2 separate regions of the Rattus norvegicus genome follow, and region 2 is linked to region 1. A link is a contact called in public Hi-C data. All regions are on one chromosome and are shown on one strand. The core of a region is the stretch at or near the end of the contact, and the rest is flanking DNA. Distances in the headings are between cores, read along the strand shown.

Evidence for each region. Hi-C and Micro-C count contacts between places; a contact is called where the count stands out from the background.
Region 2: a contact with region 1 is called in a Hi-C map of liver, with 2.9 times the contacts expected there. The contact joins two enhancer-like sites. A contact is called at or near these places in 11 of 12 Hi-C or Micro-C datasets (the Rat2 cell line, Schwann cells, frontal cortex and 6 more) and 1 of 1 datasets of contacts at active chromatin or transcription factors (oligodendrocytes).

Annotation. Positions count from the first base shown.
Region 1 is chr16:52,060,623-52,063,356 of GRCr8, forward strand. LOC102551895 (a long non-coding RNA gene) reads right to left here. Exons shown (of 3, transcript XR_360468.5): 3 at 2,647-2,734. Among named protein-coding and RNA genes, the nearest start is that of Ptmal4, 34 kb to the left of the region's middle. Within about 2 kb of position 1,384, at least 3 of the 93 cell types and tissues checked have an H3K27ac peak or open chromatin away from gene starts, as enhancers often do. A contact at or near this core is called in hepatocytes and liver, where this site is marked.
Region 2 is chr16:52,339,236-52,341,969 of GRCr8, forward strand. The region is part of intron 2 of LOC120097385 (a long non-coding RNA gene); the gene reads left to right. Among named protein-coding and RNA genes, the nearest start is that of Irf2, 58 kb to the left of the region's middle. Within about 2 kb of position 1,341, at least 2 of the 93 cell types and tissues checked have an H3K27ac peak or open chromatin away from gene starts, as enhancers often do. A contact at or near this core is called in hepatocytes and liver, where this site is marked.

The DNA of each region.
Region 1 (2,734 bases), core at 134-2,633:
TATTTAGAACTTTGAATATGACGCATACGACTTGAGATGTTTACCGGAAGCTAATATGATTGCTGACATGAGAAAGCAAGGAGACATTACAGGACTCCTAGAGCTAGGGAGATACTGTCTGTACTTCCTCACACACAAAAGCAGGGCTCGGTTCTTACTAAACAAGGCCAGAACAGTTTATGATCATAAGAAACCATTAGCAATAATTTTAAGCAGACTGTAGTAGAAGTAACCACCAAGAAAGTGATTCACATAGTCACAAAGTAAAAGTAAGTGTGATAAAGATAATACTTAAAAGAAAAAGCACACATTGACGGAAATCACATCTCAAATCCATTAACCAAAAAAATTTTTTTATTGAAAACACATTTTTTTCATACATTCCGATTACGATCCTGAAAGTTCACAAGATCCAGAAGTAAATGAACATTTGGACAGTAATGAGAACACTCTGACTTGTCTGTGGTCTTGTAAGTAATGTGAGAAGATTAGCTGGTCATTGGGGTCGAGAATTCTCATGGCAGCAGTTCAGCTACAGGAGCAGAAGGGACCTTCAAAACCGTCTTCTCGGAGATAAGACATCAGACATCTGCACGTGGATCTCAAAGTATTTCTTTACACCCTTCTTCCCTTACGTTGGAATGGCATAGCACAGCTGGAACTCACAGCCAGCACAGAAATAAGAATTCTGAGTGTTCTGCCACATACATCGGCCCTAGGTGACCACAGGACAGTCCCCCTGCCCATCTTACAATGAAATAGGGTAGTTCAGTGGTGTTTACAAAGATACTTTTTCCATCCTGTCATCTGAAACCTTAGCAGAAAGGGACTTTCTGTGATGTAGACATGTTTGCTTTCATAGTTTTAATATTCTGTACCATGAATATTTATTATAGGAAACAACTTTGGCTCACAGTCCCTTGTCACTGTCATAGAACATGAATGGTCACTCAAAATCTGCACAAAATACACAATAAGTCAGTGTAATGTGGATAATACTTTTCCTTTAAGAGACAAAATAGATAATCTATTATATTCTGTGTTTGATATTGCCCTGAAAAATTCAAATGAGAACAGGAAATATGCAAATAGACATTTCAATCCAACTTTATCTTTAAAGAGTTTTTAAATCTTTTACTTGTGTTTGTCTGAGATGTCTCCCATAAATCTCCGTTCGAAGACGTGGTTCCTCAGTTGGTTGGAGACATGATCTCGTCACTCGGACCATTGAGATTTTAAATCACTCATGCTGTTGCCAGTGTGTTCTCTGCCTCCTGCTTGTGGTTTGAGATATGAACTCTCAGTTGTTCCTGAGGCCACTCCGTCATGGACTCTAACCCAGTGAACCATGTGCCTGATCAAACACTTTCTGTTACACAGGGTGCCTGGCTTCACTGTGTTTTACCACAGAATGGGAAAGCAGTTATTACCACGGCACGTGTATCCCGTGGGTGTGCAGGTGCCTGCAGAGGTCAGAAGTGGGCATTGGACCTCTTAGGGCTGGAGTTACAGACTGGTGTGAGAGGAAACTCAGGGCCTCTATTGAAGTAGTAAATGCTCTTAACTGCTGAACCATTTCTCCGGCCCCTGTAAGACTTGATTTTAGAAGTCGGTAGGGGCTAGAAGTCACCAGCAACTGATATCACTAATTCTTCTAAACCACTCTGATAATGCTGTCATATGCTTCACCCTGAGACACTACTACGCTGTGACCCACAACTGCCCCGCATGTCTTCTGCCCCATCATTTATTCACCTCTTCAGTGCTCCTTCTAACCTTTGCCTGTAACCCACTGACTTGATTAAGTCCTTCCATCTACTGTTCCTGCCATCTCTAGGCTGTCCTCCCTCTCACCTAATGGCCTTCTGTCTCTTTTACATTTTCTTCGAGACAGATTCTCATGTAGCCCAGGCTGGTCTCCAACTCATTATGTAAGGATTACCTTGAACTCCCAACCCTCTGACCCTCCCAGCCTTTGTCTCCCAAGTACCGGCCTTCACTGCCACATCCATCTTTTCTTCCCTTTCATATTTCATATTTCCTCCACAGGTCTCACTCTCCCGAGAGATTGTGCCAACTCTTCCCTTGCCTAAACATTCAATATCTGTCCTCCTTTACTTTGTCACTCCCTGGTAAGAAGAACCTCTGATTTAGTCCAAGTGGCACATTCATTTCCGCATACTCTGCAGTTGAATGTGGCAGGGGAAACTGGTTTCTTCCACTCTTATAGATTGAAAGAATGGCTACTGTGAAATGGCTATGCTCCGAAGACCACCTACAGACCCAGTGCCATTCTCATCAAAATTCCAATGTCATTTTTCACAAAAAAGGTATTGAAATTCATATGGAAAGAGGTGGAGAGATGGCTCAACAGTTGAGAGCACTGCCTACTCTTCCAGAGGACCCGGGTTCAATTCCCAGTAACCACATGGCAGCTCACAACTGTCTGTAATGCCAAGATCTGATCTTACAACATGCATGGGTAACCCTTTGGGCTTTTTATATGTCTACTCCAGTTCCCGAATGATTACACGGAGGCTCATTTATTTATGTATAAGTGCCTAGGCCTGTCGATGCCCACACCAACACAGCACCGAGAACTGGGCGTAAGCCTGCGAGATTTAAAAAACACACACGCGCGGGTTATCCGTGTTAAGAAAGAATGCTCCTTCTGTAGCTTTATTTTCCAAATATCTACCCCAGGTTGACTAGGTGGAAAAATCTGGGAAGCACC
Region 2 (2,734 bases), core at 91-2,590, 280 kb after region 1:
ATGACTTTCATAAGCTTTTATAGCTCTTACAAACATGTGTCTTGACTTTACGCAACTCTCAAGTTTTGAAATTAAAAATTTCTCATATAAATGTCTTAATAACTTTTGATAAAAGACCTGGGTTTCCTTATATTCAGTAGAAGAAACTTACAAGACAGAAAATGTACTAGTTAATTAAAATAGCATTAAATTAGTTTTGTTGTGCCTGTGCTTTTAAGTAATTAATCGGTTTCTGTCAAAATCAGAGAGGTAACCCTTGGAAATTTGAATCTACAGTCAAGAAATTATAGTTGAAGCACAAGGATACGATTATTGGAGAATTTAGATAAATCCTAGAAAATTAGGCCTTGGAAGGTGGCGTGGGAGCACAGAAACATGAGTTTGGATCCCCAGCAGCCGCATAAAGCCAGGGATGAGGGCACAGTATGCCCGATCCCCCAGCACTGGGGCACAGAGACAGCGAGATCTCTGGAGCTCACTGGCTAGCAAGCTTAGCCAAAAAATAAGGTGGAGAGCAATCAGAAAAGACACCCACTATTGACAGTCAGCCACACACCCTGGCGTACAATGTAAGTGAACACCTAACATAAAGTATTTGTTTTGAGACTTTTACGTCTTTGCTTACTTAAAAATTTCACTATTAAAGTCTGGATCGATAACTCAGTAGTAAAGTTTACCACTTATTAAGCCCTGAATTTTAAAAAAGAGAAACCCAGCACTACATAAAAAGTACAAGCACGTAAAATGTGAATAATAATATTACTGATATCATTAATATTTATGTTAATGATCTGGCTTTATTAGATCACTGTATCATTAAGTAAATAGTAGTATCTTATAAAAAATTTAAAAGTATTTAAAAATAGAAGCAGTTAGTGCTCAGTATAAAAGACTGGATTCAAATCATTTAGAATTATTAATCCCAGCTCTTAGCTTAGAGGAGACCTCTAAGGTCCGCCCTGCAGAGGACAGCAGACAGTGTGAACTTCCCCAACCTTTCCCTAACCCTCTGAATAAATGTTTTGATTCCAAGAATTATTAATCCTTCCAGTTAGGCAGAAGCTGTTACCACACTTCTAGTGGCAATGGCCCAGATGTCAACCAAACATCTACACTGAAGTGAGTAGCTACAGTTACAAATAAATTACCTAATGAAAAGGGGATTTTTAAATAAAAAGAATCGCTTTTCTTTGTTTCAAAACCTGTAGCCAAATTGTGATCTAACATAGAAATTTTGTCATGATGTCCTCTGCTTTTCTCAGTCCCACAGACATGGAAGATGTATTGTGTTCTATGAATGCTAAGGAAATGTGACTGCCAACCATTGCATGCCACATCCAAGGGACGACATGTGCTCAGATTAGTTTCTGTCAACTTGACACAAACTGAAGTCACCTGTCAAGAGAATCTGCCTCCAACAGATGGGCCTGTGGACATGTCTGTAGAGCATGTTATTGACTAATGTTGATGTGTGAGGGCCCAGGCCACTGTGGGAAGGACCGTGTCTGAGCAAGTCATCCTAGATTCTATATGTTATAGTTTGAATGAGAATGCCCCATCTCTGTGGGTGCATAGGTTTGAATATTTGATCCCCAGTTGGTAGAACTGTTTGGGAAGGATTAGGAGGTGTGACCTTGTTGAAGGCGGTGTGTTAGTGGAGGCAAGCTGAGGTTTCAAAATGCCTTTCCCTGTGTCCTCTCTGTCTCCTACTTACAATTTTGAGGGTGGGAGTTCATAGCTCTTCCTGCCACCGTGTCTTTGCTCTCCCATCTCAGACGCTAACCCTCTGAAGTCATAAGCCCAGTACAAATGCTTTCTTTTATAAGTTGCCTTGGTCATGGCGTTTCATTGCACCACTAGCACAGTACCTAATACAATAGGAAGGCCTGCTGAGCAAGCCATGGAGAGTAAGCCAAGAAGCAGCATTTCTCCATGGTTCCGGCCTCCATGCTCCTGCTTGAGTTCCTGCACTGACTTCCCTGAATGATGATTCACTATGACCAGGTCATGTAAGCTAAATAAACCTTTCTTCCACAAGCTGATTTTGTACAATGTTTTATCACTCAACAGAAAGTAAACCGAAACAACATATTACTGCATAGGACTCCCAACCCCTAGTGGTATATGCATAAATTTTCCTCAATCATTAGATACTCAGAAGATAAGAATTACCCTTTTACATTACTATTTTAAAAATCTTTTAAGAAATCAACTTCCCAATTCTGTTTTTGATCGCAAAAATACATAAGGAATGATCTCAGTCCCTGGAATCACATCACCTACTAATTTATACTCTGAATTTATTCTCTGTATATCATTATGATGTTCCTTTGTAAGTGAGTCGGCAGAGTCTACTCCAATTTAGCAGAGCTAGAAGTTACAGAGAAATTAAATAAGCTCATGGCTGTCCGCAGAGCTGACTTAGTTTCTTTTCCACTGCTGGGATAAGATACCAGGACCCAGGCAACTTGTAAGAGGAAGCGTTTAAATGAGCCCAGATTCCAATGGGCCAGGGTCTACGACAGCAGATTGAAAGCATGGTGACACACATCTGACATCCAAGTAGGAGACAAAGAGAACACAGGGAATGACAAGAGTCTTTGAAACCTAAAACCTTCCTCCAGTGACACACCCCTCTGACAAGACCACCCCTTCTAGTCCTTCCTAAACCGTTCCGTCAACTGGGGCCCAAATATTCAAACATATGAGTCTATGAGCATTGTTCTCATTCAAA